Linked DNA regions of Hordeum vulgare: region 1 is linked to region 2. A link is a contact called in public Hi-C data. All regions are on one chromosome and are shown on one strand. Each heading gives the region's core, a stretch centred on a gene start, on an enhancer-like site or on the middle of the called end of the contact. The rest is flanking DNA. Distances are from core to core; before and after follow the strand shown. Region 1 has its middle 34 kb from the start of LOC123403367. Region 2 holds the start of LOC123401266 (a long non-coding RNA gene).

Evidence for each region. Hi-C and Micro-C count contacts between places; a contact is called where the count stands out from the background.
Region 1: a Hi-C map of seedling shows a contact between it and region 2, with 3 times the contacts expected there. The contact joins two enhancer-like sites. A contact is called at or near these places in 2 of 6 Hi-C or Micro-C datasets (leaf and seedling).

What each region holds. Positions count from the first base shown.
Region 1 is chr6H:114,969,259-114,975,017 of MorexV3_pseudomolecules_assembly, reverse strand. No RefSeq gene overlaps it. Among protein-coding and RNA genes, the nearest start is that of LOC123403367, 34 kb to the left of the region's middle. Within about 2 kb of position 1,752, at least 3 of the 3 cell types and tissues checked have open chromatin away from gene starts, as enhancers often do. A contact at or near this core is called in leaf and seedling, where this site is marked.
Region 2 is chr6H:114,543,795-114,549,677 of MorexV3_pseudomolecules_assembly, reverse strand. It overlaps LOC123401266 (a long non-coding RNA gene), which reads right to left and starts at 4,521. Exons shown (of 11, transcript XR_006611063.1): 1 at 4,337-4,521; 2 at 2,955-3,264; 3 at 1,302-1,398; 4 at 1,114-1,205. Within about 2 kb of position 1,332, at least 3 of the 3 cell types and tissues checked have open chromatin away from gene starts, as enhancers often do. A contact at or near this core is called in leaf and seedling, where this site is marked.

The DNA.
Region 1 (5,759 bases), core at 503-3,002, 420 kb before region 2:
GAGGTACGGCCATGCTCTCGAAAACGAAAAAACGTGCTTTTTTTTCTGTGAAAGACACGGTTTTAATTCTCTCGAAAACGAAAAGATGTGTTTTTTTTTCTATTTTCCCGTGAAAGACACGGTTTTGATTCAGCGGGAGCCACCGATTTGCTTTGCGAAGAGGCATTGTCATGCCTATGTGAAATAGCTTTTCGAAAAGGAAAAAAGTGCCCTCGTTTTGCTTTTTTGTCCGTTTTTTTTCATAAAAAAATTCAGCAAAATCTATCAACACGCTATTTAGTTTTGAAGATCTCGACGCGAGAAATCCAACGATGAAAATGATTCAGAATTTGAATGCATGGTTTTAAAGATAAAACATTTTGAATAAACAGATTAAGAAAAGACTTCCAGATTACAACAAGTGGTTCATATGCAACACGTCAGTTGTCGCGGCCTGAGAAGATGAAAATGATCTATGAAAGGAATACTCATTAGCTAGTGATTTCATTAATTCTTAAAAGAAAAAAATGAAGACTGACAACCTCGATGGCCGATGTGCGAGGGAGAAAGGGGCGAGTCTATGTGCCACCCTCTACGAGGCCTATTGATAGACACGGTTCATTTGGTAACGTCATGTTGCTTTTTATTCACATTTATTTTCCTTTTTTCTAAAAGTCTAAGTAAATATTTAAAAATACTTTACATATTTTAAAAATGTTAACGTGTATAAAAATGTTTTTATGTATATGTTATATATACAATGTGAATAAAAAAGTGAAAATGTTGATGTGAATGAAAAATGGTAATCATGTGTATGACAAATGTTTATACATTGCAAAAGAATGTTGTGTAATTCAAAAAATCTACATTATATTTTAGGAAATGTTCACCAATTTCAAAACTGTGTTTGATTCAAAAATATGTTTGTACAATCTAATCTTAAATAATGTTAATCTTGCATTTAAAAAATGTTAAGCCTGTAGAGGAAAATGTCTCTGTCGTATATGAAACATATGAACATAAAATGTAAAACAAATGTTAATCATGTAAACAGAAAATATTAATGATATGTACATAAAATGTCACACATAGGTACAACAAATGCTAATCATAGGTACGAGAAATGTGTCGAACAAAGTTTTGAAACTTCTGGACATTTTTATAAAAAATGTACGTCACATTTAAAGAAAATCTTCCAGGTTCCAAAAATGTGTTTGTAACATTTTCTAAATATGTTAGTACAATGTACTAAAAATGATTACATAACTAAGAAGTAATTTTAACATTCAAAAAATGTTTCAACATGTATTTGAAAATAATATTTAACATGTATTTGAAATAAAAATAACTAGTTTATAGTGTATTACATATATATTTGAAAAATGTTAAACAGGTATAAAACAAATGTTTTAATATATACAAAATATTTAGAGCATGAATGAATTTTTTTAACCATGTACTGAAAAAACAAAACCAATGAAAAACTACAAAACAAACAAAAATAGTAACGAAAAACCGAAAAAATAATAGAAAGAATTAAAGAAACAATGTATAAAGAAGAAAAATAAAAAACCATGGAAAAAGAAAGAAAACATAGCATACAATAATACGAAAATATAAAAACCAAAAACGGATGAGAAAACAAAAAATTGAAAGGAAAAAATTGAAGCGAGCAAATTCTGTAGCGAGAACAGAGTGAACCAATGTGTGCAGGACCAGCACCCGCGCAACAAAGTGGGTCAGCCCGCTACTGTCTCCCGTAGACGATTCCCATGAAGAATCAGTACGAGCGACATATAGCCCCGACGATGAGAAAGGCCTTCACTGATGGGTAGAATGGCGCATCTTGTGGAGCGTGTACTTTCATTGATAAGTCCCATCGCAATGACTTATGTCCCTCCTGCATTTTCAAGGGACAATTTTATTTTTGGTTTTAATTTGTGACCACTTTTATCCTAAATAAACCGAGTGCTCAACTTTGCTCTTTTTTGTCGTGTACGTTTATGAAAACACTTCTCCGTACCTTTTTCGTCCGGTCAAAAGCCTTTGACTGTCTAGAAATGCGTCCAATTTGATTAGCACAACATGTTTGCAACTGTTTGCGCCAGTGAAACCAAAATGCTAATGGTGAAGCATGATATGAGACCTGCAATGGTGTCCGCGGTGTCGTTGCTCTCCACCTCGAGCACGATCGCCCTCCTGTTAGCGTCTTCATGAATTTGTTTGGCTCCTTTCTCCTTCGCGGCATCCGATGTGTGAGGAAAAGTACACACTGGGATAGGGATGGCCAAAGTGGACAAATATACAATATTGGGTTGTTGACTATTTAACTCGCTGATAGTAGGAGCCCACATAATGGTTGTTTAGGGAGTTTCTATTCCATGTGAGTGCTATATCTCGTTTATAGTAAGTATGACATTCATATCATCTGAATGCGTCAACGTATAGGGTCGATCATAAGTTAGGTGCTAGTTTGCTAGCTCAGTTGGCTCGCTTGCTCGTTCGTGGAGGTCAGGAATGCTATATCTCGCTTATAGCGAGTATATCCTCTATATCACGTGAACGCGTCTGCATATAGGGTCAGCCCATAGGTTAGGTGCTCGTTCGCTGTCTAATTGGGATGCCTTCAACCGGTCCAATCTATTCCGACCAGGGCATAGTCTTTCAGCTGGGCTACAGTGCTGGTGAAGATGTCGATGCAGTAGAACGGATCTAGGGTTGCTACATGGAGAGAATCCATGATGAGAAGCTGGTTTTGCGAAGTTTTGTCAAGCCAGAGGAGATCCGAACATGCCCTTACTTGAGGCGACACTTCTACTGTCCTGCATCACGCGAGACATAGGCCTGCCCTCCTATTCCCCCCTTAGGTCGGGGAATATCGATCAATCGCGTAACCCACGCGACTCGTACTCTCTATGGGAGTTTCTCCCAACTCGTTTTGGCAAAGTCCTAGAACCTTCCATGAACCGCTATTTATTTTATTTCATCTACATTTTTCTTTTACTTTTTATGGGTTTTCCCTTTTTATTTTATGACTTTTTATTATTCCATTTTCTATTTTCAAAATCACAGCTTTTAAAAAATATTACAAATCATGGACAAGTTTCAATTCATGAATATTTTCAAAAAACACAAAAGAAATTCAAATTGCAAGCATTTTTCAAATGAAGAACAATTTCTGAAATTTGTAAACTTTTTGTTACATAACAACCATTTTTGAATTTGTGAACACTTTTTAATATTGGCAGACATTTCTAAAAATTTGTGAATAGATGTTGAATCACAAACATTTTTTGGAAAAGAAATGTGAATTTGTTTTGAAATCATAAGCAACTTTGAAACCATGAACATTTTTTGAACTCGCGGACATTTTTATAAATACATGAACAATTGTTTTTCTGAAACACATTATATTTGTAATTCACAAATATTTTTTAAATTTGGAAACATTTTTAAATTCATATTTTTTAAAAAATTCGTCAACATTTTTCTAAATCTCGGAACAGTTTTCAAAGTCATGAACAATTTTTATAACCCAGAAACATTTTCTAACTCATGAATCATTCTTGAGATGCAGAATTTTTTTATCCCGAACATTTTTTTGAAAGACTCAAAAAATAGAAACAAAAAAGATAAAAAAACGAAAAGGCAACTTTACCAACCTGAAAAGGTTGGGGACAAAAAGGAAACTTTACCAACCTGAAACTGCACGGCGCGTACCCATATAGTGATATTATTCAGGTGTGATCTCGGATTTTGTTTGGGATCATAATATTTTGAATTTTAAAACATATTCATACATGTGACACTATTCAGGTGTGATGTCTGATTTTGTTTTGTTTCATATCATCACATATTTTCAGTTTTCACACTTGATGATTGCATGATTGGTTATATTTGGTTTCCTTTGTCTTCTTGTAGGAGTAAATCTCAGGTTAAGATGCGACTAGCATGTATGCTCGTGCACTGCAATAGAAGAAAACATAGTGTGCATCTAAATTTAGCGAGAATTATATGTGCAAACATAAGCCTGTGTGCATGTCAGTAATTAACATTTAGGTTATGGGTTTTGTCATATATAAAGTAATCAATGCACTGTTTTTCCGTTCATTGACCTAGGGGGTTTAAACTTTAAAGGGTTTGTTAAGTCATCGCATGCCAAGGGAAGGCCAGCGAATTCAATCAATTCTTCCATTCATTCGATATGATTTCAAGGTTTGAAGTTTCATAATATGAAAGTAAGGTGGATCTTCTTTTTTCATGTATAGACCATCGATATGGTATAAACCGAAGTTAATTCTACTCCGCTATTTTTACATTCATTGATCATGGGGATTTATGGCATGCAACCTCTTTGTTATAAGACCGAGAATAGTATATGCCCCGTCTCACCACTAGCTAGGGCCAGCAACATTAGGAAATTAAGGAAAAGTCGCATGGCTAAGGAATTCAGGGTTGATAGAGCTCTTGGGAAGAAGTCAGTATCCAACTTTCTTCCATTGATATCACAATAACAAGCGACGAAAGGACAATCTTTCAATAGAAGATAGTTTTTTTTCATTAAGGAATTGCGACGAGTATTGCTTGTTTCCCATATCCGATATATGGACCCGTCGACAGATGGGGTGGACACACCCACTTGACTCTTATGAATTGATAGTTAGATACCATTGCTAAGGGAAAGTAAAGATAGTGGCTTGTGTTGCAAAAAGTAGTTCAAGGTCAGGCTCCGTGAGACAGAGTCGTCAAGAACGAAAAGCTGAAAGAATGACGTGTCAAATAGTGATTGCGCACAGAGGTTAGTTAAGTATAGGAACTATTGTCCCTAACAAGAAGTATGACGATGTCCCAATATAAGGATAGTTGGACGGTATCGACAAAAATAGAAGAGGGAAAGAAGGCAGTGTAGGGAACTTGCTTTTGGATTCTTATCGAAAGTGAATCCCTCTGACACTTCTGTTAGTGATTTATAAGAAAATCTTTTATAGACACAACAAGTGCAAAAATCCTTAGTCACTAGGCAAGAAAGATCGATAAGAACAAAAAGATACAATTAGTTCATAATAAAAAAATATACAATTTCAAAAGAAAGAATGAATGACAAATTTCCCTTCATTGAACATCAACCAATCTTGAAATAGGTAAATGAAGGCGTATCACATGGGTATTTTTCTTTTTTCTATTCACTTCCATGGGGTTCTAAATTGAAAACATGAACACAAACATCCTTTCTAGCCATTTTACGTAGCAATCCATCCATCTACCTCACGTAGCGGAGTTATTTTCATATTTAAGGAATTTGGGGTCTTTTTTCAGCTAGCTCGCGTACCAATCCATCTATACTTCGTCTAGCTTAATGCATACATATAGTTTCACACGTATATAAATTGACACGACCTTATGTAAAGGAACAATATGGGACTATTTAAAACATTTTTGCCTTATTTCGTAGGTAGTACTCCCACCGTTCCGAAATACTTGTCGAAGAAATGAATGTATCTAGATGCGTTTTAGTTTTAGATATATCAATTTTTATTTATTTTACGACAAGTAATTTCGCAAGGAGGGAGTATTTTTTAGAAACATTTCCTAGGTATTAGGACCTACTAAGTTGCCTGGGCGGTGAAAGGCCCGGGTACCGAACGACCTATGTTTATACGACACGAAAAATCCAGAAAAAGATGAGCTGAAGGAAAAACGCTATTTGCCGCACGTTGCGGCAAATTGTTGTGGCTTCGCACAGAAAAACACGAGCGAGGGATGATCTGGGCCGGCCTATT
Region 2 (5,883 bases), core at 83-2,582:
AACAACTAAGAATTATTGGGTAGAACTGAATAAAACGTGAAGATTAAGGGCACTGTTGAGAGTTTTGATCAATTTACACGCAAAGTTGAATTTTCCTCTAAAATCACACACTGTGTAATAAATTATTTTTATTTGTGGTTCCAACTGCAGATCTCTTCCAACCACAGCAGGTATCAACAGCTTGCACCCACCAGCGCCTATGGTGCGTTCCAGAATAGTTATGACAATGCAACCATACATTAACCATTTGCACTATGAAAACCTCACAAGGTTCTGTGAAGGAAATTCTGTAACTATCCATCAACTCTGCTACAATGCCAAATGGAGCCTACTTGCTTGAACTCATTATGCAACAGTGTAATATGGACGCATCAGTAGCAAGAGTTAAACAATTAGGAAAGCAGGAAGGACGTGACAAGTCAAGCTTATATTAGACGACACGGCATGCCTTGATGCAGCTATCCTACAGCAAAACAAATCACAGTCCCATTTAATCAGAATCTATGTAACGAGCACTGTTGTGAAACAATGATGCATGCATCTCGTGTTCAGTACCAGGAACATCTTAAACCACGTATGAGGCAGTGCAAAAGCTAGTTGTGTCTATCCTCCACAATTTTTTGTATCTGGAATAGCTTTGTACTCCGGAAATAGACATATAGCTTCCTCGCACTGGTGGGTTCGCCCACTTGCGTGAGGTGTTGCAGATGTGACTGAGATGGCACTTGCAGGCCAGCCAGCGTTTAGATAGACCATTGAAGGCTATGTGGGACCAATCTACTAGTCAGGGAGCCGTTAGATCAATCCAGACTCATCCAGGCACAGTACGTTTTTCGTGCTACAGAATAACCACACATCCTTTGACACCTACGCAATCTCTTTTCCCCAGAGAATAGATGCAATGTCATGTTGTGATAACTCTTTTTTCCCATCGTAGTCACCAAAGGAAAAAGATAAGCGAACAAAGCATTATGCTGCCTGCATCTAGTAGCCTGTAAGATCGTGGCCGGCCGACTGACCAGACAGATCTTGAAAACAATGGAGCTAGCAGGATAAGTGATGTAACTGACACTGAAATATGAGGCACTGTTAAGCAAAGGAAGCCAGCATTACCTTGCCCTACCAAGGCCGCTGCTTTGGTCAGATCCCTCTTTTCCGCAGCGACACAATTTGTTGACACCTGAAACTTTTACGATTCTTCCCCCCTGCATTCAGAAGACGACCGTTTTGACATGGAACTGAACGGCTATCCGCAACAAGCTAGGACCACCGGCAAGAGGAGCATGGGAAGGACCCCTCACCAGCGATCCATAATAAAAGGTCGGCCTAAATGTCACGTGAAGATTGAATCTCGCTGAGTGCCCCATGGAACCTACATGCATGCGCCAATTGCTGCTACTGCACAGACAAGTTGTCAAAGTCAAGTTTAGTGCGCCACACCATAATTTCTAGCAGGACCTACACGAATGCCCGATCCATCCCCTCCGTGATTCTATGATATGGGTTAATTGCTGGGTTCTGGCATTCGACCAGATCAGCAGTAATTCACAAGAGGGTCTGCTGGTTAACTGGACCATGCACTGTTCTAGAATCAAGGAACAACTAATTGGAGGACGTGATGTATCAAATAAACTTACAAACTACCTTGACTTGTATGGACCCATGGGACCAACTTTACTATTACTGAGAAGTAAGTACTTCCTCCGTTTACAAATACTCCCTCCGTCCGGAAATACTTGTCATAGAAATGGATGTATCCATTTGTATCCATTTTTGTGACAAATAATTTCGGACAGAGGGAGTATGTCTTTTAAAAAATTCCACTAGAGACTATATACGAAGCAAAATAAGTGAATCTACACTCGAAAGTATGTCTATATACATCCGTATGTAGTCTGTAGTGAAATCTCTAAAAAAAACTTATACTGTATTTAGGAACGGAGGGTGTATAAAATGTTTTGGATATTTCAATATGACCAAACACATTAAAACGTGTCTAAATACATTTGATTTAGAAAAAAAGTTAGAACATCTTATATTTGTGAACGGAGGGAGTAACACATAATTAACCTTGGAGTCTACTGAACAATGCAGATACCAGCAGGACAATGTACAGTCAGATTAATTTCACAGAATAAATCTATGTCTGGTATCAGCTCCTAAGCTAAATGGTCTTGCTGACATATAAACTTGATTCGAGCAAAACCAACTTTTGTTGATATGATGAGTGCATAAGAGGTACAAGCTGACTCATCTAGACTCTAGTACAACTAGAGGACACCACAGTAGGATGAGGTTGCCACGTTCGTTTGCGGTCCACCATTTAAAGTCTCCACCGACATCGCTTTCTTTGGGTGAATCAGTGCTGGCTTTAATAAATATTACAATTAAAATTCACAATTTACAGATCGCAACATTTGAATGTGATTTATCCAATTCGAAAAGTCACATCTTATGAATGTTTGGTCATTATCGCTGATTTTCTCCCTTTTTGACACAACCCACCCATGGTAAAATCTACCCCAACACGCTTAGATTTTCCAAACCATCATTCCATCTTGCAGTGTTAATGTCACATTGCAGGCTTGTTTCTCCAACCATAGGCTAGCTTGTAACAATAACAACAACATGGCAGCTTCTGAATTTCGGATCATTTTGTATGACTTAATATTTTATCATTATGTGATTACCATCCTATATTAGCAAATAGCAAGTGCCAACTGCCAAATAGGCAACCTAAATATGACAGAGGGTCCAATGAAAATACCTATACCCACAAGTGGAAACAAGATCATATATATAACCTATGAAGTAGATAACAAACAGGAGATGATAGTGGCATAGATCAGTGCAGCATAAATCCTACGTCAAACAAACAGGATTCAAATAAATACACGGGGATCTACAGAATTATTAAGGGGTAAAAGAAAAATTAGAGTCATCAAATCCCGTACCTTGATTTCTCATCTTCCCGCACATAGTGGCCGAAACTGTACCTCCGCAGCTTTTACTTCATAACAGGCTACAGCTTAAACTGTAAGCGATGTTTGGCCCAGCTGCACTGCGGCCTGGACAGACAGCCCCCACCTCTCGCCCCAGGCTCCAGTGAAGCTACAATTATCCTCCAGTATCCCCATTTCCAACCGTCCTTCATCTCCTACCTTTGGCATCTCCAACAAACCACATTACATCTCCATTCCTATCTCATCGTCTTGATTTCCTTTAGGAAGATCTTCGCCACATCATTTTTCTTTGTTAACTAATCTGTATGTTCCAAGAAACGTGTGAAATAATGTCCAGATTTCAGTAACTATTTCTGAATCAAATAGAATGAAACATTCCTGATGTAAGACAGAAAAACAGAAATAGAATTATTCGTTTTCTTCCATCAAACAGTTGTTTGTTTTCTGGAAGAATCAAATGTTCCTACACTATTAAAAATGATAATTAAAACTATAGTTGGGTGAACAAGCTAGTCGATGTCCATGTCTTTCAATATCATGGATCGCACACACATTGACAACATTTCTTATTAAGCATTTTAAGTTTTTAACAGAGTAGTTACATTCCCTGGAAATCAATGCTATAATTTCTAGATCATCATAACAACTATTGGTGGCTACTATCAGCGCAAGAACTCTTCACCGATTGCGTATTTGGCATCAAATGAATTCACCGATTCAAGGCAAAATGGAAGGCTGTTGATGTATTCAGTAGAAAAAAAAAACTAACCACAAAAACTTAGCGACATAAACATAGTGCAAGAGCTATGCAATCAGGATTTCTTGTGAGGCAACTGCAATAGAGATCCACATGTGTACATTCCAAAAATTTGATCAGAGCCGTTTGTAGTAAGATATTGCAATTGACTCAGGAATCTACAGAGCACGGCATGAACAGGTAACCGCTCACATTGTAGATGATGATCAGGCACTTGATTCTCAGATTGCAGAAACAGACTCCAACGTAATGCAGAACAGGTAACTGCTCCCGCACATGCGTATAAGTTCGAAATAAAACTCATTTCGTATCAAACGATGATGAACAAACCCCAACTCGGGAGAATGACTAATCAAAGCTTATCGATCAAATGATCATAACGAAGCCGCACGCGACTCTGCAGCCTCACTTCATAGGCAGAGGCGCACACAGATGCCGCGACGGAACCACAAAGGTAGCGTAAACAGCGCCCAATCACCGGCTCTCTCACGAACCCAAGCCGTGCGAAGCGCCGCCTCAATTCGCCTCTGCCTTTGCACGGTGTAAGCGGGACGAATCGACTAGAGCTCGGAGGGAGAGGCTGGGGCGGAGCCGAGGGGGTGGGGGCGTCTCGAACCTGCTAGGGGTCGCGCGATGCCGGAGAAGGACGAGGCGGCCGCGCGAGGCTGTGGCAGTGGAATTTGCGGTGCTCTGCCCCTCTTCCTCCCTCCATCGTCGCAGAGCCCGGAGACGAAACCAATTTACTGGGGCTTTTGGTGTGGAAATGCTGGGTCGGTGGATGGCTCTGTGAGCCGACGCCTTTCCCTCTCGACGGCGGTGGGCGGTGAGCGGTGGTGGATTGGCGGCAGCGAAGTGCGGGGAGGGAAGGAAACAGGGAGAAGCGGCCGTCATGTCATGGATTTGTGATGGGCTTCAAAGTCTCGCCCTATCGGGCCTCAATATGTCTTGGACTCAAATAATATAAGGTCTATCCCTACAAAGAAGAGCATATATGGGCTATGGGCTACCCCTAAAAAAACAAATCTGGGCTTGGAGCAGATTGGACTGTTTGTTAACATACTTATTACTGTAGGAGGCAACTAGTTAGCGAGCGCTCCATTGCGAGCCTTCCAGCGATCGCTCTCGCGCGTCGCCACTTGGGCGTTTTCAGTCGCCGTGTCGCGCTCTGAGCGTTCCCTTCGGATTTTTTTTTTATTTTTGCGAGAGGCACGGGTTTTCAGCAAGAGGCACGGGTTTGCCTTCGCGAGTGCCTCTCGGAAAGGAAAAAAACGCGTTTTTTTTATGAGAGGCACGGTTTGTTTTTATGAAAGGCACGATTTTGCCTTCGCGAGAGGCACGCCCGTGCCTTTCGAAAAGGAAAAAAACGTGTTTTCTGTTTTTTTTACGAGAGGTACAGTTTTGCTTCCGCGAAAGGCACGGTTTTGCCTTTGCGAGGAAAAAAACACGTTTTTGTTTTGTTTTGTTTTTGCGAGAGGCACAATTTTGCTTCCGCGAAAGGCACATTTTTACCTTTGCGAGGGCACGCCCGTGCCTCTCCGAAAAAGGAAAAAACATATATTTTCCTCTCTCTTTTTTTCGCGAGAGGCACGTCCGTGCCTCTTCTGAAAAGAAAAAAAAAGCATTTTTTGCTCTCTCTTTTTTCACGAGAGGCACGGTTTTGCTTTGACGAGAGGTACGGTTTTGCCCTCGCAAAAGGCACGACCCATGCCTCTCGGAAAGGAAAAAAACGCAATTTTTTTTCTGTCGCGTGAGGCATGGTTTTTTGGTCCATTTTTTCTCTTCCGGTTTTTTTCATGAAAAAAAAGTTCGTGAAAACCTATCAACATGGGATCTAGTTTTAAAAATCTCGACGCGAGAAAGCCAACGGTGAAAATGGTTCGAGATTTGAACGCATGGTTTAGGAGATAAAACGTTTTAAAAAAATGGATCTACGAAAAAAGGGAAAACTTCAAGGTTGCGACAAGTGGCACGCATGCAGTGCGCCATTTATCGCAATCTGTAGAGGTGAGAGTAATCGTTGGAAGGTGTACTCGCTAATTAGTGATTTCGCTTACTCTATCTTGTATCTTCGTGACAAACCAAAGGGGACCTCCTATGTGGCGCCTTCAGCGTCGGTTAGGAGAACCGACGCTTGCAGCGCTCCTCCTCATGAGTCGGCCCATG